Linked DNA regions of Mus musculus: all the other regions are linked to region 5. A link is a contact called in public Micro-C and promoter capture Hi-C data. All regions are on one chromosome and are shown on one strand. The core of a region is the stretch at or near the end of the contact, and the rest is flanking DNA. Distances in the headings are between cores, read along the strand shown. Region 1 holds the start of Capza1 (capping protein (actin filament) muscle Z-line, alpha 1). Region 2 holds the start of Prmt6 (protein arginine N-methyltransferase 6). Region 3 holds the start of Rhoc (ras homolog family member C). Region 4 holds the start of Mov10 (Mov10 RISC complex RNA helicase). Region 5 holds the start of Rbm15 (RNA binding motif protein 15). Region 6 holds the start of Slc16a1 (solute carrier family 16 (monocarboxylic acid transporters), member 1). Region 7 holds the start of Lrig2 (leucine-rich repeats and immunoglobulin-like domains 2).

Region 1 (3,490 bases), core at 592-3,091, 2.5 Mb before region 5:
TAAGAAAAGGAATAAAAACATTCACTCTAGCCGGGCGTGGTGACGCATGCCTTTAATCCCAGGACTTGGGAGGCAGAGGCAGGCGGATTTCTGAGTTCGAGGCCAGCCTGGTCTACAGAGTGAGTTCCAGGACAGTCAGGACTATACAGAGAAACCCTGTCTCGAAAACAAACAAACAAACAAACAAAAACAAAAAAAGAAAGAAAAAAGAGAATCAACACTAAAGTGTTATTTGGTGGCTTTTTAGTTTTTGTCCTACTAATGCTTAAGTTCAAACACAGGATGTTGCACATGCTAAGACTCTACTAACAAACTGCCACCCTGGATCCTGGTAAGTGGTTTATAAAGGTGGTAAGCACCCTTTTCAGCATTTAAAGACAGTGGCTCATTCATACACAGGTGTATGTTAAATTATTCTTTTTGAAGAAGTGATTAAAAATAGTCTGTTCCCCTGTCAACAATCTCCAATTTCTTTTTCGAAGAACCCAGGCAGATTTTATAGAACATTGGAGAGCACATACTTTGTAACAGTCACTGCAGGAAACAAAAGACATATTCTTGTCCCTAAGTTAGCTAATGAGACCATTCTAACTTGTAGCAGCCCTAAGAGTCTGTGTTTATGGAAGAACTAAGTACTTTCCTTTTTGGACAGTTTAGCAAATGTACGTTGTCAGAAAAAGTTATACTATCAAATTTGGAATACACCCTGGTATTTAAAACACTTTTAAAGATCTATGTACACAAACGACACTCTTGACATACCCAGCTATAAAGCACCATAGTAGGTCATCAAAAAAGGTTGGGTGTTTCATCCAAACCGAATGTGTTAAATGTGAGGTTTATTTACGACCCATTTAACCTTTCTGGAGTTGAAAAAAAAGTCGTCTGGCTATTTCTCACTGCTTAACAGGAAGTTAAAAAAACAAAACAAAACAAAAGACTTTGAAAAAAATTATAGTTAAGATTAAGACAGAAGGGACGGAGTCACCTTGGGGCTAAACGTTCACACAAGAGAGCATAGGCAGGAATAAAGGTGCTGGTCAAATTCTTAAGCAAATCCCTTGAGGTTTACTGATTTATTTTTATCCAATTAGTTTAATCGTCAGTAGTAGAGAAAAGATGAGAGAGGGTGTGTATTTCGGTGGACAGACACCACCAGAGGACCTCTCCCTCCCTGACAAGGAGTCCTGACAGCAAAATCACTTCCTGAGGAAGGAGGAGCAAAAGGGAAGTTAAGGAGGCCACTCTGATCAGGAAGTGACTCGTTCTAAACTAACCCCAATCATACCTATAAATGGGGGGATGGGGTGAGCCCCAACTGCCAAAAGCGGTAAAATAACTGCTGCCTGACACGTCCCGACATCACCTTCACCTCCTCTCTTATAATTACAGAAAAGAGTCTAGAGTTAAAAGTCAATCAGGCAAAGTGTCTCCTCTTGAAAGAAGGTTGTGCTCTGTCCAGGATGAAAAGAGTTGAGGACTGGGGGACTGGGGCCACCGTGAGGCAGACGAAAGCTCCTTTAAGGAAGGAAGCGTCCCGGGGCCAGAGGGACTATGCCAGCACCGGGAAACAACCTTCTTCTTCCTGGGGGCACCGCCAGGTTTCTCACTGCTGCCGGCTCGGACCCCTGGGCCCCGTCGAGGAAGGAAGTAAAAGAGAGAGGCGGACCCCTTACCTTCTCTTCATCCGACACCCGATCCTCAAAGTCGGCCATCTTGGCTGCTCTGGCCCAGCCCGGCGGGCCGGCGCGAGGCAGGCCGGGAAGGAAGCTGAGTGGCGGAATCACCGAGGGGCCGTCGGAAGGAGCCGCCCGGAAGCTCAGGCCAAGAGGGCGCCATGTCAGTTCCGCGCGGGTGTGACAGCCTGGAGTCGGCGCTCTAGGAAGTCGGCTTGCCCCTCGGGGCTTTGCAGCCTTAACATCTTTCTCCCTGAGTTCCGGTCACTTTCCCATTCGTCCTGGAGTGCTTGGTGGCGGGCCTCGACTCTTGCGTGGCGTCTGGGCTCCCTCTGGTCATGGAGCAGTTGCTACACCTCTAAGTTTTTCTGATCCGGTTGGTCTCCTGGGCCGCCGAGTCCAGGGCACTAAGAGCTGCTCGGCTCTTTGAGACATCAGTACTTTTCCGACCCCGGCACAGGGCGACAGGTTACCCTCAACCACGTATGGAAGAAAAACCACTTCCCTCCGGCGCCACACTGAGTCCGTTTCCAGAAGAATAAGCGCCACCATCAGATGCTTCCCCGCCCTCCTAGAGGACTAGGTAGCCCCTCAGTCGGCCACCGCGCTCCGCCACCTTCCAGATCTCCAGCCAGTTCCCCAGGACTCAGCCTAGACAGAGGCCAGCTTCAAGTCCGCCACTATCCCAGGATTCCCGACTCCGGGTTTCCGGCCCTTCTCCCCTCCCAGGTCCCGGCGCCTGCCGGAGCCGCAAGATGGCGGACGGAGACTACTTCGCGGAAGCCGCGCGGGCCGTGGGGTGTCCCCATGCACCTGTTCCTGGCTTGGGCCTGGGCCCGCCGCTGGGCTGGAAAGAGCGGCTGAAGGCCGGGTTGGCGAACTCTGGGTCCACGCTGTGGTTCCTGGCGGGGCTGGGGCTGCTTTACGCTCTGAGGGTCCCGCTGAGGCTGTGTGACAACGTGACAGCGGGTGAGAGGCCCAAACCTCCCGGACAGTCGGGGACAAGTGCCAAAGATCAGAGATTCTCGGGGAGACATGGAGGGCTTTGCAGAAGGAAATTGGTGTTGCATGCTCCAGTGGGTTTATTTTTGTCGCTTGGGCCACCTCCACCCGGCAGCTGATTGTTAGAACCGTGCTGCAGTTTCCCGGCCCCTCCCTAGATCGCTGAAGGTTCGCCCTCTCTATTCTGTCTACGCTACCACAGGAAAAGCTACCTGACACGCTGCAAGCTCCAGGTAGTAGGACAGAAGAGAGCATTCCCAGATGTGTACACACAGTTTATAGACATTCCTATCGTTTGCAGGGCCCCTTGAAAAGTCGTACCTCAGAGTTTCCCAGCTGCCTAACTTAAAAGAACTCACACCCAGAAAAGCAAGATAAGCACATCTGTCATACACGATAGAAAATGCTATGATTTTAGTGGACCATACTTTTATTGTAAGACAGTTCGGTTAAGAGACGTTTTTCGTAATATTTTTATTGTGAGTAATAAGATAGTCTAGGAAAGGGAGAGGAGAGAGAAGTGCAGACAACGGTGGGTTTGTTTAATATTTTCCTTCGGCAGTTGTACAATGTTTGTCATGTAGCCTGGGCCAAAGATAAAAACTTGTAAGCAGTGTTGACCTGTGCGGATTCTGCAAATACTATTCCCTGGCCGTAGGTAGGATGAAAAGATGGACTCCTGGATCTTTTGTGGCGTTATTGCAGTATTTTTTGCTGCAGCCTCAGAAGAAGATGGAAATATTTCCTTCTTTTTGGTTTTTCGAGACAGGGTTTCTCTGTGTAGCCCTGGCTGTCCTGGAACTCTGTAGACC
Region 2 (3,828 bases), core at 636-3,135, 2.9 Mb after region 5:
ATTTATATTATAAAACATAGGTTTTCTCGGCTCAGTCTTGAAAGTCAAAATAAAAATATTAACACCCCATCACTATTTCACTTTCAGACCTTTTCTCCTGTCACTCTCAGAATTGCCTAGGCAGGCTGTAAAATTAAGCCATTTTACTAAGGTTCATCAAATTTAGCACTCCGTGAATTAAGCGTAAGGAGAGCAGGGTTATTTAAAATACTTCTCCTGTGCCCCACTTCCTTACTAACAATATGAACGTTAGAATATAAGGAAGCACAGGTAGGCACTCAAGACTTGAGAGAATTCCAGCTGAAAGAAACAGCTTTAAAAATCATTCTGCAAGTTTCTGAAATGTAATCAGACCATGTTGCCTTTCTCCCAGTTTCATACTGATAGGGATGGGGAGGTGTCAGATTAGCTCGTGGACCAATTATAAAAAGATCACATTTATTGCCCCCCCCCCAACCCCGGCAGTTAAACAAAAGAAACAGAAATACAAGAGTTTCTTTATACTACATGCTTTCCAGGTTTAAAAGCCCGTTAGTAAGCACACTGCATCAGTCCTTGGTCAGGGATGCTCACTTTTAAAATAAACACTGCCAGAAGAATGTCCTCAAATGAAGACTGGAGCGGTGAGGTAAAAGAGACAGCTATGTCCCCAACTTGCATAGGCGATCTCCCTTTCTCTTCGGACCTTCCGAAGAAGGTGGAGGGGGAGAAAAGGCAACGCTCAGTCCTCCATGGCAAAGTCTTTGGTCTTTTCCTCATGGTCTCCCACTTTGTAGCGCAGAAGTATGCGCAGACGCCGGGGGTTGTCCGGGGAGGGCAGCAGGGTGATCTCTCCGGAAATGTCCGTATCTTGTTCCACCGGCACCGGCTCGTTCAAGTAGAGGAGCGCCTGCTTCCAGTGGGTGGCCGGGTGAAAAGGCGAGGTGGACAGCACCAGAGGTTTCTCCGAGTCCCCTCCGGGAAAGGTCACTTGAAACCAGACGGCGAAACCATGTAGAGGCGCGGAACCATAGCAGCTGCAGCGGAAGCGCCCGCCCACACCAGCCTCCAGCTCCTGCTCCAGGCCGGCTCGGGCCAGCTCGAGCTGGGCAAAGCGCTGCGGCCGGGCCAGCACGTCCTCTCCGGACAGATCCTGCACCACGATCTCCGAATGGCCCATGAGGCAGCGCGTGGCGAAGCTCTCCATGCAGCTCATATCCACGCCATAGTGCTGCTTCACCTGGCTCCAGAAACCCAGACGCCACTCGAGCATCTGGTCGCTAATCGGGGCCACGAAGAGCTCCGCGGAAGCTGGCAGGAGGAGACCGCCCTCCTTCAGCCATTTGGTCCGCGCGTGGAGCACGGAGCTCAGCATGGACTCGTGCAGAAGTCCGTAGCCCATCCACTCGCTGACGATGGCGTCCACTCGCTCCGGCAGCTCCACGGTCTCCACCGGGCCCGGCAGGACGTGCACGCGGTCCTCCAACCCGTTGAGCCGCACCACCTCCCGGGCCTGTTGCCAGATGGCGCTGGCCTCCACCGCGTACACGCGCCGTGCCCCGGCCTGGGCACAGAAGATGCTGAGAATGCCGGTGCCCGCGCCCACGTCCAGCACCGTCTTGCCTCGCAGCGCGGCCCAGTTCTTCAGGATGCCTAAGCGGTAGGCTTCGGTGCGGACCTGGTCGGCGATCATCTCCTCGTGGACCGAGACGTCGGAGTAGCACTCGTAGTACAGCTGGTCCCGCTCGCTCTTGGTCCTCCGGGGTCGTGGCGGGGCCGCCTCCTGCTCCCCGCCATTTTCCTCCTCGGCTCCCTCCCCTCCGGCGCCGGCGCCTCCGCTGTCCCCCGACTCAAGCTTTCTTTTCTTGCTCAGCGACATCTTGGCCCCGGCAGCCGACCCCCAGCATTCGTTGCGCGGTGCGGTGCGCAGGCTCAGAGTCCCCGGGGCCTGCTGGGATTCGTAGTCCGCTTCCTGCATCCCGCTTCCTGAGGGCAGAGGCTCAACCAGAGTCAATCTTGGCACACCGTTATTTTCCTCTAACGCCATGACAAGTTGTTCTCTAAGACCACACTATTTTCCCGAGATCCTTTCAGTTTTTGCCCTTTCCTTTTACCCCTTGTCAGGGTTCTCTAGAGTCACAGAACGTATGGGTAGCCTCTGTAGAGTAAGAGAATTTGTTGATGACTTACAATCTGTAGTCCCCAAAGATGGTCAGCAGCAGCTGTGAATGAAAATCCAAGGATCTAGCAGCTGCTCAGTCCCACACGGCGTCCTGGCAGAAAAAGTGAGTTTTCCTTCTTCCAGTGACCTTATGTAGGCCTCCCGCAGGTGTGTCCCAGAATAAAGGTGTGTATCACCACTTCCGGATCTGGGACTTCCTTTTCCCAGGCTGACCTTGAGCTTTTGTCTCAAGTTTCCTGGGATTAAAGGCATGTACTACCTTGCCTGAGGCTAAACTTTTCATGGCCATATGCCTCAAGATCTTCCTGCCAAGGCCGGGCGTGGTGGCTCACGCCTTTAAACCCAACACTTGGGAGGCAGAGGCAGGCGAATTTCTGAGTTCGAGGCCAGCCTGGTCTACAGAGTGAGTTCTAATACAGCCAAGGCTACACAGAGAAACCCTGCCTCAAAGAAAAAATAAACAAACAAAAAAACCTCCACTCGGTTCAAGTCAGAAACCTGTGTCTTTCAGCCTCAAGATCACAGGTGAGTGAGCCTTCCAATTCTGGACTGTAGTTCACTCCAGATATAGTCTAGTTGATGATAGCCAGGAATAGTCACTACACTCATTTTTACACATTCTTGATGTAGGCACACCACTTACAGCTACAAGTCTATGTTTCCCTCACAGGACCTCCCCCGCCCCCCACTACTGAATTATGTGGCACAGTTCTTGTCCCTTCTCTGACAGTTGTAACTCACCAAACTCTCTGTTCTAACCAGAGTTAGGATACAAAGAATATGTATGACGCAAAGTGAAAACCAAATAATACAAGATCTTGATTCTGAGTCCAAAGTGATCCCTGAGGTACGTTAAGCTCCAGGGCAAATACTGAAGAAGTGCTGTGGCCATGAAATGTATCAGCCACCACTGTGTCTCTGGAGAATAGTTTACTTGGTCTTGAGTCCTGTTCTGAAACTTCTGTAGTTCAAACTAAAGAACAATTAACATCAAGGGTATGATATTCTCAAACCCATTTCCAGTGTCTTTGGTGACCAGCTTATATATACACATACATACACTTAAATCTATGTATCTGTGTAAAAACACTTGCTTGGAGAAATGGTGAAACTCATCTCTTTTGACTTCTTTTCCAATGCAATTCACTTTTAAAAAAAATTCTGCTATATCTCCTTTTAAAGCCAGAATTGATACCCACAGGCTCAGTTATTTTATTTTTTCTGTTAGTCAAAAAGAAGCTTGGTTAACAATAAATTAATCTCTTCATTGGCCATAACATAAAAACAATAATTTAAAGAATGTGTACTGGTATCTGGAACAGGAGCAATGGACAGCACTGGCTGCTCTTCCAGAAGACCCAGGTTAGATTAGAATATCCACATGAATGCTCTCAGTTGGCTTTAACCGCAGTCCCAGGGGACCTGTTGCCTTCCTTTGGCCTCCAAGAGTATCAAGTATGTATGTGATGTCCAAACATAGAGACAAAAAAAATAAAATTAATAAATGTAAAGATGTTAAACTACTTTCTTATTAAGAATAATATTTTTCAAGCTTAAAAACTGATCACACAAAAGAAAATGGGCTTTTAGCGTGTGTGTGTGTGTTAAAAATACTTAACTACATTAAACTTCTAGGCAACAGAATTTCTTCCCCTTTTCTCTCTATC
Region 3 (3,483 bases), core at 230-2,729, 2.5 Mb before region 5:
CTCTCAAGAGCTGGGATTAAAGGCATGCACCACCACTGCTGGGCTAGACTATACGTTATCTGAAGGCAGAGTTTCATGGTTAGTACATAGTTTTCAGTTCACATTCAACCAATGTTTACTGAATGAATTCAGAGGCCTGGTGGACAAAACACCCTTCACCTCAGTTATATGATTTATCAAATGTATGGTCCATGCTTCCAATCCTGAGTGAGTGTCTACGTATGTTGTCTGCCTGGATTTGAGACAGCTTCACTCCACAGCCTATGTTGGCCTGGAATTTGTGGTAACTCTGCCCCCTCGGGAGTGCTGAGATGACAGGCATGAACCACCCGGCCAGCTGCACCTGCAGTAGACTCCATATGACATACATTTATTCTGGGAAATACTTGTTGAAACCTATGACGAGCAGAGTTTGGTTGAATGGTACAGAGGGCAGGTAGGAGGGGGAGCATGGCAGGCAGCAGGCAGCCAGCACCTGCCTGGGTGCCTCACAGGCCTGCTTGTAAATTTGACTGATTTAGTTTTTGTAGCCCAGGATGGCCTGGAATTAACTCATAGAGATCCATCTGCCTTTGCTTCTTGTGTGTCATCGTGGCTCACCTCACTGGAAATTCCTGCTGTCACAAATAGTGAGAAACCACTTCTCTGGGCTTCATTTTCTTTACAGGCAAAAGGGAACGGGTATGGGTGAACTTATTCCAGAGTTAGAGACCTGTGTGTTTAAAGTATCCAGCACTAGTAAATAAAGCATTGGTAGATTTCCTTATACACCCATTTCTTTGGCTCTTTATAAGGAAGGAGATACAGGATCAGGTAAGTAACACCTCAGATTGGGATCAACAGCACAACAATACAATAGGAGTGTGAGGTCAGTTTCCAGCTGAGGACACGGCAGCACTTCCAGGAGTGTGCTCTTAACAGGACGTCGGGAAATTCCCAGCGAAGGAAGGAAGGGACTTTTAAGGCGATGGTGGCTGGGGACTGCAGATCACAAAAGGTCTCCAGGGCTCTGGATAGCGTCACGTTGCACTTACTGCAGTGATTCCTGGATAAGAGAGTGGGCAGCTTCTGTATAACCCATCCCCTCGGTCACGGGTAGGGTGTAGGAAATACTGGAGCTTCGAGGTCTGGATGGCCACGCGAGGGCAGCAGTGGCCCTCGCTGACCCCACCCTGGAAGCCGCTCAACTTTCCCGAAGCTGGTCCGCCCCCCACGGGTTGGAAGTGGGGCAGAGGCCGAGTTATCCGGGGTCCCACCCGCCCGCTCACCACCCAGCAATCCAGACATCTCCGGGCACAGTTCCTCCAGCTCCAGCCAGCCCTACGCCCCTTGCCGGGTCCTCAGCCGGGGTGACCTGCGGCCGCCCGGGGCCGGGAGCGGAGGCGGGCCAAGCTAAGGGCCGCCCCCGTCGACCCCCCCCCCCTTCCCTTGATGGACCCGCCCCAGAGCGGTGCTGGAGAGTGGGGCGGGGCCCGGGTCAGTCTCAGCCTCCGGCACTGGCCGCGCAGCTGGAGGCGGTGGAGCCCAAGGTACCGGGGCCCCAGCTGGTGGGTGGCGAGGCGTCGTGGGAACTGACCTCGGAGGAGAGCACTTTCCCGATTCCCGGATCGCTCCGGGAGCGGCTTGGGGGGCGGGGGGTGTTCCGGGCCAGGCAAGAGAGAGCGCCCCAAGCTGTGGGCCAGGCGCTCTAGCCTTCCAAGCTCTCGAACCAGAGCCCAGAGTCCTTCCCTTTCTGAGTCTTTCCTTTCTGGACCTCCCTAGCTGGGCCAGGGACACACTTAGATCTCCGTGAGCGACTCAACCCAGACGCTCCAGTTCCGGGCAGGGAGTAAGAAACAGGGCCTCAGGCTGGCTAGGGGTGGGAGTTCTGGCCTGGGATGGGGAATGGCGGGAATAGGGATGGGATGTGACCACTGGAGGCTGCTACTGCTTGGCGGGTCTGGACGCCGCCCTAGACGGGTTTTGGAGCTGATCTGAGCTGAGAGGTTGAGAAGACTAGGAAAGATCCCGCTCCTGTGTTGTGTATATGTGTCTGAGAGTGAAGGGGGGTGGGGAAGAACAAAACACCCCAATCCCCAACTCTTCCTCGTACCCTCTTGGGAAGTTAGGGAGTGTTAGGGAATTGGGCTGAAAGCTGGAGTCCAGCTCTTCCTTGACTTCTGGCTTTAAAGTTAAGGAAAAGGTGTTGCCCGAAGAGTGATTCCTCGCCTAGATCTCGGGGGGAGCAGAGTACAAAGGCCTGTTGGATCACCTGGGAAATCAAGAGAATAAGGAAGGCTAGTGGCTTGTCCTAGGGAAGGTCCCAGAAGTTCCAGACCCCTCTCCCGGCCCTGGGTGAAGTTTTCGTTGTCTCTCTTAGGGTTAGTGGGGCAGTTCCGCTGGAGCCGCCTTTCACAGGGAGTGTTAGCCAGGCCATCCATGCCATGTTGGCCTTCGGCCTAATGTCCCGGCTTGGCCTGAGTCCCCAATTATTCTGGCCTAAGCAGAGCCTAGATGCAAAGTCTTCGGAGCTGGAGGCTCTAACACAGCCACGAAGTTCCGGCCTCTGCCTCCCACCATCAGATGCTCAGCCGCCTTGCTGCTGTGGGACAGCCGGGGCTCACGCATGGGGATGTGACTAGTGTTTAAGTGTCCTAGGGATCACGCTCCATCCACACTGCCCACCCTGGCTTGGGGCTGTCCCCGCCAGCCTGTGTACAGCTAGACTGGTTGAATTAATGGGAGTAGGTGGGGAAGTTGGAGGAAATCCTGTGGGTTACCTGGATATACCTCTCAGACCTCATTTTTGAAGGAGATATGCAGCATAGCGAATGCCTTCTTCCCAGTCTTTCGGGGGTACCAGGGAAAGCCCCTTGAGATGGGGGGTGGTAAGTGTGGCTGTGCATACGCAACTCCTATAAATTCTCTGTGACTCATGTCCTCTTTCCTCACATCCCAGTTTTGTGTGTGTGTGTGTGTGTGTGTGTGTGTGTAGGTGTAGGGGAGGGAGGAACCACCCAGGCGCCTGATGCTGAAAAGAATCAGCCTGGGGCTGGAGTACTCTGCTTCCTAAAAGGCAGGCACAGGCCAGGGTTTGAGGTGGTTTGTAGGGAGCTAAGAGTTGAGCAGAGCCAGACAGGATGTGGGACTGAAAGGCAAAGCCAAGTTTGGGGCTGAGCTCAGGTTACTGTGCCCTTCTTAACTGCTCCCTGCCTGGTCAAAAGCTTAGACTGATCCTCACTAGTCCTTTCTTTGGAGGCTCCTCCCAGCCCAGGCTCTGGTTCCCTCCCCCACAGCCTTCGCTTCATCTCTACTCTGTCTGGCATGATCCTTGCCAGGCTGTGTAGGTCTGGAGACCTCACTGACCCGGTCAGCTCCCTGTGGTCTGAACTGCTCGTTCACGTGTGCTGGGGTGTAGGACACATATAAACTCTGAGAAGCTGACTCCTTCCTTATCTTGAGTCACAGGGAGGTGTCTGCTGGGCCTAAGGGTCAGCTGGTCAC
Region 4 (3,802 bases), core at 800-3,299, 2.5 Mb before region 5:
GGGTTGGAGGGATGATGGCTCAGTGCCCAGAGCTGGATTCTGGAGTAACCAAGTTAGATGCCCAAGCATGGTCAACAGCTCAAGACTGCATGGAACTCCAGCTCCGGGGAAGCCGATGCCCTCTTCTGGCCTTGGTGGGCACTTATATATAGTGCACACATGTACACACATATAGTACACACATGTACACTTGGGAACCTGAGGCCGGAGACCCATTTAAGTTTGAAAGTTTGAGGCCAACCTGTATGGTTATAAACTTGACTAGAATAAATGATAGCCCTGATAAATTAGCTTAGTGAGAAACTTTACCGCTCAGATGATCTGATCAAGTTCCACACCCTCCACTTTCCATATGTAACCTTCTGGTCTGTTTATAGCAAGAATTGCTCTTGATGTATGATGTTTCCATTCAGTAAACAACACCCAGACATCTGCTTTAAGTCCCTAGCAATCCGTTGTATTTGGAGTTAGGCACTCTTTTTTCCCTACTTCCAAAGTACTGGACTTGTGATCAGAGCCACACTGCACTTTGTGGACATAGGTGAACACATGGGTGGAGACTTGTTGACTATCCATCCTGTGCTAAGTGCTCTTTACCTTCCTTCAGCATTTTCCTTACCATCCCAGGCGTCATTTCAGCCTGTTGTATGGCATACTATAGACTATGCTGTATGCATATCATACCTTGCGTACTGCATAGTTTTCATCTGTGTGTTCCCACAGTACCCAGCACAGGGTAGAGCATAATACAGGTCTTTGCCTCTATTTCAAGAAGCCACTCAACCCTTTTAATGTTCCTTTTAAGACATGTTCATGAATAACAGTAATATTCTGGTTAACGCGGACTCCTACCTTCTCCCCTAGCCTCAAGCTACACTATCATTATTAATTCCGTCTAAAACTCGCCCCAAATCACGTAACAGCAGCCATATCTCACCCATACTAGCATTTTGGTCAGTTGCAAGGCAAATCTCTCAAAATCTGTTAAGGCCCAATCCCATTCCCCTGCTTACTAGTGCACCTCTTTACACTCATCCCAGCTAAATTGCTTCTCCGGCTTCCATCCATAGCAGCAGCCTGTTGCTAGAGGTGTTCGTCTATGGTTTGACAGAAGTCTCTTTGATTTTTTTACTTGGGTGGTAACAGGAAAAGGAAACCAAATATCTTCAGCCATAGGGAAAAGGGGCCTCTAGGAGGCTGTCCCTGGCCCCGAGTCTCCATGGAGAAGCCACAGGTGCTAAGGGAGGTTTGATTGCCTACGCAGTTTGTGTTCTTTTCTCCCTAAAGCTCCCCGAGATTCTCCCGCCTACCCTGGGCCTCTTCAGCTCTCCCGCAGCGTGGACCCTGCAGGCAGTCCTCCCTTAACAAGGGGGCGGGGATCCCCGCTTGGCCCGCGCCTGCAGCGCCTTCCCTGTGGGACTCCCCTCCCCCACCATCGAGCCCCGACCACCGCGAGCCGCGCGTGGGCACCGACCCCTCCCCGCCGGGCTGGGCTGTGCAGAGCGGGCGGGCTACGGGTGGCGCTGGCTGGGCGTGGGCAGACGACGGAGTAGGTCTGCCAGGACCGGACCGGCCTGATCGGCCCCGGGCTGCATCCCTGTGCACCCGCGGCGGGAAGGTGGCCCCACCACCCGGGGCGCTGGCCCCGCGTCTTGGGGCCCGTGGTGGGCCGGCCCGTACCTGGGCTTGAAGTCGTGGTTGTAAATCGTCCGCAGCCGCTCACGATCTGTCTCCAGGTCCAGTCCACGTTCGGCCAGAAAACTCTCGAACCTCTGGCCGGTCTCCCGGAGCTTTCGGCAGCTGAACTTGCTAGGCATCGCGGCGGCGGCGGCTGCGGCCCAGGCAGGAGGGTCCGCGGAAATGAAACTGAAAGTCGCCGCCGCGGTTTAGAGTTGGCTGGTCTGGGGTGAGGGTGCAAAGGGGAAAAGCCCCCTACCTCTGACGTCTGCTCCGGCCAGCCACCTTCTCCCCGACTGCCTCCCCTCCTCCGTCCTTCTCCTACCTGAGCCTTCCTTTCGGTCTCTTCGTCCTATCCCCTCCCCCCCTTCACATTAACTCTTTCCTAAGGAGTCTGACCCCTCCCTCAGGGCCCTCCCCTTACCCCGAGCTCCCTCCCCTGGCAGCGAGCCAGGATCCGAACGTGGATATCGCCTGGGGCCCCCTAAACAGCCCGGAGGACCTTGGAGCCTCAGCTAGGGCTACTCCCACGCCCACTCTCCAGAGCCTCGGGACATAGAAAAGCTGCAGAGCAAAGGGCAGAGCCCCGGACATGGGTCGGCTGCAGCTGGACTGGGGCCGCTCGTCCAGCACCTCCCCCAGACTGCCAGGGACATAAACCAGTACGGAAGCGAGCGGCACGCCCCCTCCCCCATTCCCTCCCTCCTCTGGCTTTCTGATACAGAGGAAGGCAGAAGTCAAAGTTGTGTGTGTGTGTGTGTGTGTGTGGGGAATGGATGGAGGGAGAGCAAGTGTCTCTATAGATAAAGGGGTGTGCGTGTGGGAGAGAGGGACAAGAGCTTCTGCCAAGACCCAGTCCTTGCTTTTCTGGGTCACACAGGCTTCATAATACTTCAAGGTTGGAGATTCTTGCTCTTGAGCTATGCATTTGGGCACTCGGTTTGTGTTACTCTTCACTACTTATTGGCAGTAAATCATGATTGCCCAGCCAGTCAAAAAAACATTAGCACCTAGAGAGCCAGGCGTGCTAGGCAATAAATGGTTAACACTGACAACATTAGTACCAGGAAAAGAAGTAGACCAATATGCTTAGGCAAACTAAGGGGTGGGGCTACTATAACAACAAATGTAAAACAAGCCTTCTGCACCTATTTATCCCCTGGAATGAAACTAAAAAACAAAAACAAAACCCAAAACAAACAAACCCCATACACACTACAATGAGAAAGTGAGAAAGGCTTAATCTACCAGAATTCCACATGTATCAAAGTTACTGTTCTCCAAGGTTCCTTATAGGCAGCAACAGTCTAACCCAGGGTAGGGAATGCCCTGAACAGGGTCAAGTTCCCCCTTGGTTAACTACTCCTAAGCCAAGAGTATGCTATGCAGTCAGGAATGGAGACTACAGGAACAGGGAAATCTTACGTCCTAGAAATTGATGTAAACTCGAGGGAAAAACTAGGAGTAGCCAGATGCTTAACACCTCCAGACCTTCCCATCCACTTTATATGATGCAGGCTCAGAGAAGATAATAGACTTCTAAAAAGTACTGTTGTTTTGGGGCACAGTGGTCCAAGCCTGTAATCCCACTTCTTGAGAGTCTGAGGAAGGTCTACTAAGAGTCTGAGCCACTTTGGGTTACACAGCAGGACAGTCTCAAAAACAAAATTGCTATTCTTTATCATTTCAAAATCCTACAAATACACCTATGATGAGCACAATAAAAGTGCCTTTTAGACATACAGAAATAGCTTAGTTAGGAATCCCAATGCACCCAAGGCTACACTTGATAACCAGAATCCAATGACATAATTTACTCAAAATAACCAGACACATGACTAACTGAAGAACTAAAAAGGCTTTTTTTTTTTATTGTGCCCTTCACACTATCACACATTAACAATTCAGACCAGCAAATCTGGTCACCTGAGGACCTCAGCCCTTTCTCTGGATTATCTGAACATTCTCAAAACACAGACAGTAGTCCATGTAAAAACTTGAGTAAGTTTTGAATGGTGAGTGGCTTTGGTTACAATGTGACATCTCTACTTGTCTTCTGGAAGGCTCTACTTTGAAAGTTACTGTTTTGATGCATTCGGTTTTAGAATGCCTGCCCCCTCTCAAA
Region 5 (3,571 bases), core at 263-2,762:
CCAGACATTGCAAGTTTGGCCCTGTGAGACATGTCTAGATTCTCAAATTTGAGAAAGCCATAGGTACTGGTCTGGCCTCGAGAAGGCCTCTTAATGTCCACTTCTGTGATGACTCCAAAACGATCAAAAGCCCTTCTGAGATCATTTTCCGTCACAGTGATATCTAAGTTGCCCAAGAAAAGTGTCCGGTTGGCACGCTGATCGTCCTCAGGTGATATCTCATCCACTTCTCGGAAAGGAGCCGCACCTGCTCCAGCTCCCACCCTCGGCTCCAGGCTGTAGGCCGGGCGCACCCGGTCATAGAACGGATAGTCTCGTTCTCTTTCCAGCTCTCGGGGCAATGGTGGCGGGGGTGGAGGAGGCAGGCGGCCCAGGGCCAACTGCTGCAACCGGTAGTCTCTGTATCCCAGAGCAGCACCTCCAGGGGAAAGCGACCTCTGACCTCCCCCTCCTCCAGGGGCGTGCCGGTGGCTACCGACTGAGGTCCCGACCACGCTGGATGACGGGGCGTAAGCATCTTTGTCTAACGGGGAGCGGCTGCGGCGCCGGCTCACGTACACGGCTTCTATCTTCAGAGGCCGGTCATAGAGCACCAGGCGGCCTCTGGCATGCTTGGCCGCCCTCGCGTCCTCTGGCCTCCGGAAGTTCACAAAGGCTACCCGCTCATCCCCGCTGCCAGAACCTGAGAGGTGACTGATTTTGACACTTACATCACCGAAGCGTTTGAACTCGTGAAACAGCCCGTCCTCCACCGCCTCGTCGCTCAGCTGGGACCCCAGCTCGCTGATCTTCAGGGTCTTGTACTCCACGCCGTCCCCGCCGCCGGGCGCGGAGGAGGCGGCCCCGGAGGAACGTGACTCCCCGCCTCCACCCCGGGAGCTGCTGCGCGACTCGCCCCCGCCTGAGGAATTTTTGGTGCTCGGGGAGCTGTAACTGTGCAAGCGGCTACTGGAGCTGCCCCCGCCGGTCTCGTACTCGCGGCTGCCGCCCCGGCTGCTGGACTTGTCCAGATGAAGGCTCCGCCGCGACCCGCCGCTGTCCGTCTTCCCGCTGCTGCTCCCATTGCTGCCGCCGGAGCCCCCTAACTTCTTGCTCCGCTCCCCACGAGAACTGGAGTCCTCACCGCCACGGGAGCGCTTGGGCTTGACCGGCGAGCGCTCCTTTCCTTTCATTGTTGAGGGTCGCCGGAGGTCGTCTCTGCGGAGCTGACTAACCCGCCACCCCGCGCTCGTTTCACACAGCGGACTCGCACGCCGCCATCTTGGACTCCGCCGCGGCAAAGGCTCCCGCCCCGCAGACCTCATTGGTCAATTAATTCACTCTTCAGCCTTCTCATTGGAAAAACTATTTGTCCGTCTTTACATCTCCCCGCGCTCCGGGAAGGCGCCCGCCCCGACGCTGTTATTGGGTTCCCAACGCCCTAATCCCAGTACCTCATTGGTTATATTCGTTGTCTATCTTAACGGTTCCTCGCGCCAGGCTGTAGCTCCGCCCCTCGCACTTCATGGTCACCTGACCCAAAGCCTAGAAGCGTTGATTGGACAAAAACTCTGCCCTGTAACGGTACTTCTAGCACGGCGAACGCAGCGATCCCACCTTCTCTTCCCTTTCATTGGTTTGTGGCCACGTCTTTTAAATCACTATCGGGAAGTCTGGACATCAGTTCAGGCGTTTTTTCCTGAGAATTTGGCTCTCTCCGATCTCGCGAGAGACAAAGAGCTCGCTCGCTCACTCGCTCACTCGCTCGCTCTCTTTCGACCCCAGTCTTCCAACTTCTCCGGCGGCTGAAGAAAGTTTAAATCTGATTGGATGTTGACGAGGAACATGATTGGATAAAAGCGCTGTCCATCACTCACTTAAAGGAGTAGGCCCATAAACTGAGGCGTCTGAAGGTGAAAGACTAAGACCACGCGCTTGCTGTGCGACGTCACTTTGCTGTCGCGAGATGGTGACAGTGAGTCAGGCCCGCCTCCCCGCGCTTTCGGCGTTCTCTTAAACATTTGTTAGGTCCTTACGGCGTACTTGCCTGTGCTTCGGTCCTTCGAGTCTGGAACTTGCGGGCTCCTCACTGTCCTGTCTGGGCGGGACAATGGGCTCGGTGGTCCTTCCGGCTGCTGGCCCTCACTCGATCCGCCTAGGCAGCTGTCCCGGACAGTCCAGCCGACACCATCTTAGTTAGCTGCCTGAAAAAGCCCCACCCCCGTGCGCGAGAAAACGCCTGCCCCGGTCTGTGCGGCCCGCTGGGGCGGTGAGTTCAGGGTTCACAGAGCCTCGGGTCACGCTGACGCCCTGGGCGGTACCGAGTCACTGCCCGCCCGCGGACACAGGGAACAGCGCCGCGGAGCCCTGGCCAGTCTCAGTGGCCGCCTTAGGGCCCGCAGTGTCCTGCAAGCCCACTTACTGGTCCGACCTGCAGGACCACTTGCAGATTTTTGCTTCCTGCTTTATGTTGTGAATCCCTGTAAGGTTTGCATTTATAAAAGATGTGTGAGACATAATATAGCTGTGCTTTGCTTTAATGTGTCACACTTCTCACTGTGCGGACACTACATTTATCTCGTTTCTAGGACTCCAGCACTCCGATTAATCCATAGTAGGACCCAGTAACATGGCCACCTTGCTCCCTCCTATATCCACTTCCTTTGACTCCTTTAACCGTGATTCCCGTCTAAACGCCTCCCGTCTCCCACCTCTGCGACCCCATGCACCTGAATCTCTTAAGCTTATGTAATACTGGTGATCATGAGATTAGATGCGTAGTCTATCCCACTAGCGTTTACCTCCTGGTGAGAGGAAATAGGCTTTTTGCAGTCTTCCCAAAAATGTACCTAGGAGAGATGAGAAAGATTTTGGTATTTACATCTTCTAAGACTGAGTAGAGAATGTGTTTTAAAACAGGACATTTTACAAGGTGATAAGAATGCCCTTCCCCAAAACTTGAATTCTAAATTTATAAGCTACTTGAAGATTAGATACAGCAACCTGATTAGCCCTATTTCAACCGTTTTGTTTTGTTGGTATATAACCCTGAAATTGGTGAACAGTTGGGCCAAACTCTCTTGGTCACAGCAAAAAGATTTGAAAGAAGCTCAATATGTAAGTTATAAACCGCAAAATACTATAAAGCATAGACATATTTGTATATTAAAAGTAGCTGTTATGTGGCTTTTGGAACACCTGTATCCCAGCTGCTCTTGCGGATAGGATCACAATTGCTTTCTTCATTAGCTAGAGTAACTTGGTAACTTGGTGAGATTCTGTCTTAAAACCACCCCTACACAAAAGTCTGGAGACATAGCTCAGGACCCTTGGACACCTATGTGAAGCTCTAGGTTCAATTCCTAGTACTGGGAAAAAAAATTCTTTTAAAGATTTATTTAGCAGTGCATGATGGTGTACCCCTTTAATCCTACCACTTGAAAGTCAGAAGCAGGCAGATCTCTGTAAATTCAAGACCAGAGTTGTCTATATAGTGAATACTAGGCCAGCCAAGACTGTATAACGAGACTTTGTCATAAAAATATTTATGTGAATGTCTGTATGTATGGTAGTGTTCTAATATCCAGAGAAG
Region 6 (3,514 bases), core at 494-2,993, 2.7 Mb before region 5:
GGCAGAGGGGAGCTGAAGGCACACAGGGCCTCTTTGGTTTTTTGTTTTGTTTTTCGAGACAGGGTTTCTCTGTATAGCCCTGGCTGTCCTGGAACTCACTTTGCAGACCAGGCTGGCCTCGAACTCAGAAATCTGCCTGCCTCTGCCTCCTGAGTGCTGGGGCACACAGGGCCTCTTTTCAATCTCTGGTTCTTCATCCACAAAACTAAGTAGAGGGCCTATTTCGGAGGATTAGGAAAACCAGTGTAGGTAGGGAGAGGTCGAAGAGCAAATGGCGGGGAGGGCAGGATCTTGGTATGCAGTAAGAGCCTTGGAAGCCAGAAGGCCTGACTTTAAAAAATATTCTCACTGGGTGTGATGGAGCACATGCCTTTAATAGCAGCACTGAAGCAAAACCAGGCGGATCTCTTGAGTTTGAGGCCAGTCTAATCAACGTTACAAGTTTCAGGCCAGCCAAGAGAATACATAATAAGGCCATGTCTCAAAACACAAAATTAAACAAATAATCTTAGCGGTAGGGAGACAGAGGCGGGTTGATTTTTTTTTTTTTTTCATGTTTGCTCTCTTAGTTCGAAGCCAGCCTGATCTACATGATGAGTTCCAGGCCAGGTGGAGCTATACACACACACGAGGCTATCTCAAAAAAAAAAAAAAAAAAAAAAAAAAAAAACAAGAAATCAAAAACAACCAACCAAATACCCATCTCGTAATAATAAAAATATCAAGGGTCCTGGCCATCAAGAGTACTCACTAGTTTACCACTTCAAGACACTTTGGAATCTGGGCTTGGTGAAGAACCGAAAATGGCTCTTGTGACACCAGGCTCTGTGGCTTTGACTTTAAATGTTGGCGACTTCCTAGCCTGGTGACTTCTGCCAGTTAACCTCGTGAAGCCCGGGGTTCCTTAGTTACAAGATCTTCTTGGCACCTAATACGGTTGTGAAGATCATACAAGATAATTCTGGTACAGTGCTTACTTAGCATGCAACTGTCCTAATCCCACTAGCCATAATCCCGACCCGTCCCCCAAATCCAGTGTTCATAAACTTCTGGCCTAAGAGCATGCTCATATCAGCGTTTCCAACGTACACACTCTCTGCCCCGGGGCCAGTTTCTCCTGACCGGCTTGTCCTTAAACTAAGCGTTCATCAAATGCCACAGGTCAGGCTCTGTGACGAGATACTTGCGTAAAATCGCACATTAAACTTCCTAACGCCTCCATAGTGGCTGATGTAGCGCAAGGAAACAGGCCCGGAGGGTTCCAGCAACTTCCCAGGGTCCCCGAGCCCGGGTTCCAGGCCCACATCGGAGTCTACCAGTGTCCGTCCATTCAAAATGCTGTTCAGTCCCCGGACTCCGACGGTCCATCGCCTTCGCCCTCTGCACCTCAGGGTCCGCCCTCAGGGCAGTTTTTTTTTCCCCTTTTCTCCTCCAGAGCCTGAGGGGTGAGGCCCACGATGGCGTCCCCGGCACGCGCCAAAAGAAGCTACCCCCTCAGAGCGCTGATAAGGATGTGCGGGGTCTCCGGGCCGCGGCGCCGGGTCACGTGGCGGGAAGGGGGGCGCCGGCGCGCGCGCCCGAGCGAGCGAGCGGGCACGCGCAGCCCGCAGCGTGTGGAGGCGCGAGATGCCGAGCTGGGAGTATGTATGGCAGGGAGGGGGCGGCGGCCGGGAAGGCCGACTCCACCCCCTGTGCGCATGCTCCGGCCCCCGCGGGTTATAAGGCAGCCGCGCCTGCCCCGCCAGACAAAGTGGCGAGCTGCGACGTGACTGGTCGGTCGTGTAGGTGCAGCAGCCAAGGAGCCCGGCGGCGGGCAGGGGACACGAGCGGGACCCCCCCGGCTCCGAGGAACTGCGGCCCGCGCCGCCGCGTCACGCATACTCCGGGCGCCGCGAGACACACATAACGGTTAGTCCGGGCTGAGCGGGCAGCGCGCGGCACGGAATCCGCGGTGCCCTTGGTGCCCCGGTGGGGTCGCGGAGCCCCGCGGGCACGCGGGGACTTTCCTCCCTGGGGCAAGGGTCGGGGCGAGCGACGCGGCATCCTGGGCGCGCGGAGCCGCGTGGCCCGGAACGTGGCGTGGGTGAAGGGGACCTTGAGGCGCTGGGCACAGCGTCTCTCCCGGCCGAGCTGCGGGCCCGTGGTCAGGTGGCGGCCGCCGGGCTGCGGGAGTCGGGTCATGGTGCCCGGTGACCTTGGGGGAGACGCTTCCAGCGCTGCCTACTCTAGGCGCCTGGAGAGATGCTTAGGTCGGGAAGAGGGACGACCTGAGGCCGCTTCACGTGGTGCACTCCTGCCGCCTTCTGCTGGGGCGGGAGTTACTTAGGACTCGTGGCATACCCGCCCAGCCTCCCCGGTCTGCCAATCGGTGTCCCACCAGGTGACTTGCTAGAGTGGTGTGAGGAATGTGAGGAGCTGCATTGCGGACCGCCGGTACAAGACTACGGGGTTCGAGTGAACTTTGAGGAAGGGGCTCTTTATGGTCCAACCTGTGGCTTCGGCGCGTCTGCCGCGGGCACGGGGTCCCAAGGCATCCCTGTGGAGCAGATTTAAACGTCCTTATATTTGGTCAGAGCACACTTTCTGGGCCAAGTACATCCCTTTGCCGAGTACATTTTAGCTTTTCTTTATGATGGCGTTTTTGGTGCAACCAGCAGTTACGAAAACTAGCGTCTGATCACTCAACCAGGAAACGCACGTGTTACTACTTCAGTCTTTTCCCGTTTTCCAGTGGCTCATTATAAACTGGCGGGCTACTGCTAGTAGTTACACAGTGACAAACTACTTTTGTTTTTTTTTACCCATAACTAATTTTGAAATCTTAAGGCGTCATTCCGCTTAGGCTCGGGGTGTGTTGCTCAGTGGCATGAGTACCTACCTGCCTGGCCTACCATGCCTGAGGCTCCAAAGTTTGATCGTCGGCATTGAAAAAAAATTACTTTGGTTTTAAATGAGTATATGCTGATGTGTGAGATTAGTAATTGTACGAGAGTTTGGGAAAGGGTGGATGGGAATTAAATCAAGCAGGGTGGGTTTTTGTTCTCGTGTTTTGCTTGTTTTTCTCAGCTGAATAAGAGACTCTTGAATTTATTTATTCATCATTCATTTATTTTAATTAAGTGGTAAATGGTGCTTCTAAGTCCAAGTCTTCGGGGATGTGTATGTGTGTGTGTGTGTGTGTGTGTGTGAGAGAGAGAGAGAGAGAGAGAGAGAGAGAGAGAGAGAGGAAAAAAGGAGAAGGAAGTGGTCAGTCCATCGCCTTAACCTTTCGGAAATTAAATCCAAGGTGTACAGGCAGGAGGTATAGGCTTTACATAGTGAGACCCTTCTCAAAAAAAAAAAAAAAAAAGTAAAAATGACTAAATTTTACAACTTTGCTTTCCAAGTATCATAAGAAATGACCAATAATTCAAGACTTTAGATGGGGGGGGGGGGTCGACACAGAGCTTCTCTGTGTATCCCTGGCTGTCCTGGAACTCTGTTGACCAGGTTGGCCTTGAGCGCAGAAGAGATC
Region 7 (3,772 bases), core at 153-2,652, 2.8 Mb before region 5:
CAAATGTATACTTAACCTCTGCAATACAGATGTTCTACCTGTATTCTTTTTCCATTAAGAACCTAACCAATCTTTGTATTTTAATTATATCACAAAACTATTTTTAGTGATAACTCTTTTTCAGAGGTAACTCTAGAAGTCAATTAATAAGCACGTTGATCAGTTAGTGGCAGAGACATAACTGTATGTTGGTGGCTAAGAAGTCTCATAATTGCAGCATTTAATACCTACTGTTCTATTTAATGCCTACTGACTCAGAGCAGTGAGCTCTCCAAATGCCACTAGCTAATACAAGTTTGTCAGGATTTAAAGTCAGAGCTAGAGAATCCACTCGATCACTGCACTGGATTCTCATACATAAACAAAGAGATCTGAAATGAAGGTTCTTTAACTCAAAGGAACATAGTGAAGACAAAGTATCGTGATTTGGGGAAAAAAAATCTTTCCCCTCTTTAAACTGACTACTAAAGAATAACTGCTCTTACAAAACATTAGAGATCAGCAATGATCTTCCTTAGGCATGCAGAGGTTTTCAACCCTATCAAGAACTCAAGTATCAAAACTGAAACATACAATGAGCCGATGGGAGAACTGGGGACAAAAGAGAGATCCTGTATCTTTGGGAGAGATCGTGTTTGCATCACGTGCCCAAGGACCAGTCAAGCTGGAATTTTAAAAAAAAAAAAAAAAAAAAATGATGCAGCCCAAAGAGGGCTTTGCACTTGGACCCGACCCACAGCCATCCAGAGTCTCAGCTGTGCTGCTCAGGACCCGTGAGTCCAACATTAAACATCTCCAGCCCGGAACGTCACAGACCCCAGATCTTAACCCCTATCTTCCCACGAGTACCGGGAAACCCTAACATTCAAAGTTCACAATCTCAATAAGGCAGCTCCCTTCCGAACTCGGTGGCGACCGCGCCCTGGGACCCTCTACTCACAGGCTGGAGATGTCGGAGGGCAGCGGGCCCGACAGTGCCCTCCAGCTGGGCGCGGGCAGCTTCCTGCGACTGCAGTCCAGCAGAGGAAGACGGCAGGCGCAGGGCGCCGGGCACAGGCCGGCTCGGGCAGCGGGCAGCAGCCGCAGCGCCTGCGCAAGGATGAGCAACCGTGCGAGGGGTCCCAACCCACAGCCCAGGCGCCGCTGCTCCCAGATGCCGCGGGGCGCGGCCGCCATCTTCCCCTGGCCGGGACCCGCTCGAGAACAGCAGCTAGCTCAGAGAGTCGGCTGAGGAGAGATGCCCGGAGGCTAAACCGCCACCCGGAGCCCGGGCTGTCACTTGTCCCCTCTCAGAGCGGGCGAGAGGAGGAAACGACGCTACCGCAGGGGAGGGGGCGGCGGTCGGGGGCGTAGAGCTGAAACCCTGACAGACACCGCTCGTCCGCCCCGCCCCGCGACGCAACGTACTCACGCTCAGCAGCCAGCCAATCGGAGCCCCGGGATGAGGTTGCGTCGGAAATTGGGTTCTGAGAGAGGCGAGGCCTACGATTGCCCCGCCCCCTAGGAGGCGAGCATTACAGCGGCCCTTTCTCCTTTTCCGAGCTGCTTCTGCAGTTCTGCAGCTATTCCTCCGCTTGTGGGCGCACTAGGGCCTTGAAATAGAATGGAAAAAGCGAAACCCGAAACGCCAAATCCTCACTGCGGTTGATCTGCAGTAGTAGTGAAAAAAGACCTATTCTGTAGGCTCCTGCAGAAGGGAATGGCACAAGGGCTGCATGCCAAGCAGCAGCTGCAAATAAGTGCGCGATCTAAACCTAACTTCGACCACATCAGTCTCCGGAGCCCAACCAGGGCGGCCTCTGCGGCCGAACTCCCTGCCCTGAAAAAATGTGGCAGTTGGTTCTCCCGGAGCATGGCACGCTGTCACTGTGAAAGGACTTCAAGTTCCCATTGGCAGAGGCGCTATTTAGTCAGTACACCTCCGGCTTCTACAGTAGCCTGGAGTTCAATAATTGTCTCTAAAGAAAATTCTTTCCTCGATTTGGGAAAATATTGTTTCATCTTCAGAAGAACAAGTGGGACAAATAGATAAAACGTTGGTTTGAGGATGTGGGTTTTCTGGTTTCTGTTTGAGGTTTTTGAGCAATCAACAAAGTTAAGAAGACTGGAAGGAAATTATCCTGAAGTAAAAAGACTTACTGGGAACAGCGGAATCTAGCTACCTTGTGATCTCTCCGCTGTGTGTTACCTACAAAATGAGTAAAAATGAAAATATCAGTAATGGTTCACTGACATATAGTGTCTATACTTTTCAAAGACTTTGCAAGCCAGGTGTGGACCAGCACGCCTGCAGTCTGAGCACTCCTTGGGAATTTGAGGCAGGAGAACCCAAGTCCCAGTTCAGCCTCATCTGCATAGTATGCTTTGTATGAAAGAAGAGGAGAAACGAAAAACAGGGTGGGTAAGATGCTTCATCAATAATAGCTTTGCCACCAAGTGTATCAACCTAAGTTGAATTCGCAGACCCCACATGGTAGAATGAGACAACTGACTCCTGCAAGTCCCTGTCCTCTGATCACCATATGCACCCTGTGGCACTTACACACACACACACACACACACACACACACACACACACACACACACCATTTCCATCCATGTCATGCCTTTGGGTTAAAATTACTTTTCTGACTGTCCTCGTGTGCTTGTCTACTGCAGAGGACTTTTAGAAAGGTGTCTCCTTCAGCTTCTTCTCCCTTCTTCTCCCAGTAAACATGACCATGAAAACTAACAGCAACTACTATTTATTACCATTGAAGCAAAATGTGAAGCCAGAAAAGTGATAGAGATATTGGACTTCATCAAAAATGTACACTTCGGGGACAGCAGAGATGGCTTAGCTGTTCAGTAAACACACAATGCTCCTGCAGAGGACCAGGGTTCAGTTCCCAGCACACACACACTGGACAGCATGAAGTCCAGCTTCGAGGATTCTAACGCCCTCTTCTGGCCTCCAAGGGCTTTCTGGAAGAGGAACAAGAGCTTAGCCATCTCTCCAGCCCCTGATTTTTTTTTTTCAGTGTGTGTGAGTGTTTTGCTAACATAAGTTATCTGTGTACCACATGTATGTAGTCCCTGAGGAGGCCAGAAGAAGGCAAGGGATCCTCTGAGACTAGAGTCACAGAAGGCTGTAGGTGCCAGAGATGAAACCTGGGTTTCTGCGGGGGACAGCCAGTGCTCTTAACTGCCTAGCCATCTCTCTACCCAGCCCAACTCCAATTATATTTTTACAGCATAGAGGTCTCAGTCTGTAGTCCAAGGTGGCCTTGAACTCAAGAGCATTCAGTCTCAGCCTCCTGAGTGCTTGGGTCACAAGCAAATTTATTTTAAGATTTATTTATGTATTTATTTATTTATTTTATGTATGTGAGTACATTGTTGCTGTCTTCAGACACACCAGAAGAGGGCATCCGATCCCATTACAGATGGTTGTGAGAATAGAATTACAGGCCATTTGTTGTAAGATATCCTCTGAGTGCTGGGAATTGAACCTGGATCTTCTGGAAAAGCACTCAGTGCTCTTAACTAATAAGCCATCCCTCCAACCACTGGGGTGTGTGTGTGTGTGTGTGTGTGTGTGTGTGTGTGTGTGTGTGTGTGATATTTGGTGGTGTGTGTGTATGCCATGATTTTAGCATAGAGGTCAGAGTAGACATCCTTGTCAAGTAAGTCTCTCCCTTCATCTTTTTGTGGATCCTAGGGACTGAACGCAGGTCATCAGCTTAGAACAACAAGCACCTTTATCTCATGAAAAATCTCCCTGGGCCGAGTA

Evidence for each region. Promoter capture Hi-C pulls out the DNA fragments that hold promoters and counts their contacts. Hi-C and Micro-C count contacts between places; a contact is called where the count stands out from the background. Capture Hi-C pulls out chosen DNA fragments and counts their contacts.
Region 1: a promoter capture Hi-C map of liver shows a contact between it and region 5, with 4 times the contacts expected there. The contact joins the promoter of Capza1 here to the promoter of Rbm15 in region 5. A contact is called at or near these places in 2 of 39 promoter capture datasets (cranial neural crest and embryonic stem cells), 2 of 484 Hi-C or Micro-C datasets (CD4 T cells and CD8 T cells), 6 of 115 datasets of contacts at active chromatin or transcription factors (the 230-238 cell line, bone marrow-derived macrophages, embryonic stem cells and 3 more) and 2 of 9 other capture datasets (adipose tissue and liver).
Region 2: a contact with region 5 is called in a promoter capture Hi-C map of liver, with 6 times the contacts expected there. The contact joins the promoter of Prmt6 here to the promoter of Rbm15 in region 5. A contact is called at or near these places in 2 of 39 promoter capture datasets (liver and pre-B cells), 1 of 484 Hi-C or Micro-C datasets (double positive thymocytes) and 1 of 115 datasets of contacts at active chromatin or transcription factors (extraembryonic endoderm stem cells).
Region 3: a contact with region 5 is called in a promoter capture Hi-C map of embryonic stem cells, with 4 times the contacts expected there. The contact joins the promoter of Rhoc here to the promoter of Rbm15 in region 5. A contact is called at or near these places in 4 of 39 promoter capture datasets (cranial neural crest, embryonic stem cells, liver and 1 more), 1 of 115 datasets of contacts at active chromatin or transcription factors (embryonic stem cells) and 2 of 9 other capture datasets (adipose tissue and liver).
Region 4: a contact with region 5 is called in a promoter capture Hi-C map of stem cell-derived epiblast-like cells, with 4 times the contacts expected there. The contact joins the promoter of Mov10 here to the promoter of Rbm15 in region 5. A contact is called at or near these places in 5 of 39 promoter capture datasets (embryonic stem cells, liver, neutrophils and 2 more) and 1 of 9 other capture datasets (liver).
Region 6: a Micro-C map of embryonic stem cells shows a contact between it and region 5, with 6 times the contacts expected there. The contact joins the promoter of Slc16a1 here to the promoter of Rbm15 in region 5. A contact is called at or near these places in 2 of 39 promoter capture datasets (cranial neural crest and pre-B cells), 1 of 484 Hi-C or Micro-C datasets (embryonic stem cells) and 1 of 115 datasets of contacts at active chromatin or transcription factors (embryonic stem cells).
Region 7: a contact with region 5 is called in a promoter capture Hi-C map of liver, with 4 times the contacts expected there. The contact joins the promoter of Lrig2 here to the promoter of Rbm15 in region 5. A contact is called at or near these places in 1 of 39 promoter capture datasets (liver) and 1 of 9 other capture datasets (liver).

Annotation. Positions count from the first base shown.
Region 1 is chr3:104,862,664-104,866,153 of GRCm38.p6, forward strand. It overlaps Capza1 (capping protein (actin filament) muscle Z-line, alpha 1), which reads right to left and starts at 1,842. Exons shown (of 10, transcript NM_009797.3): 1 at 1,677-1,842. The coding sequence starts at 1,715. St7l (suppression of tumorigenicity 7-like) reads left to right here and starts at 1,843. Exons shown (of 14, transcript NM_153091.3): 1 at 1,843-2,645. The coding sequence starts at 2,432.
Region 2 is chr3:110,249,114-110,252,941 of GRCm38.p6, forward strand. Prmt6 (protein arginine N-methyltransferase 6) reads right to left here and starts at 1,886. Exons shown (of 1, transcript NM_178891.5): 1 at 1-1,886. The coding sequence starts at 1,858. The coding sequence ends at 722.
Region 3 is chr3:104,787,555-104,791,037 of GRCm38.p6, forward strand. Rhoc (ras homolog family member C) reads left to right here and starts at 1,480. Exons shown (of 5, transcript NM_007484.2): 1 at 1,480-1,529.
Region 4 is chr3:104,816,256-104,820,057 of GRCm38.p6, forward strand. Mov10 (Mov10 RISC complex RNA helicase) reads right to left here and starts at 2,050. Exons shown (of 20, transcript NM_008619.2): 1 at 1,681-2,050. The coding sequence starts at 1,817.
Region 5 is chr3:107,331,777-107,335,347 of GRCm38.p6, forward strand. Rbm15 (RNA binding motif protein 15) reads right to left here and starts at 1,513. Exons shown (of 2, transcript NM_001045807.1): 1 at 1-1,513. The coding sequence starts at 1,304.
Region 6 is chr3:104,636,921-104,640,434 of GRCm38.p6, forward strand. It overlaps Slc16a1 (solute carrier family 16 (monocarboxylic acid transporters), member 1), which reads left to right and starts at 1,744. Exons shown (of 5, transcript NM_009196.4): 1 at 1,744-1,908.
Region 7 is chr3:104,510,516-104,514,287 of GRCm38.p6, forward strand. It overlaps Lrig2 (leucine-rich repeats and immunoglobulin-like domains 2), which reads right to left and starts at 1,403. Exons shown (of 18, transcript NM_001025067.2): 1 at 941-1,403. The coding sequence starts at 1,176.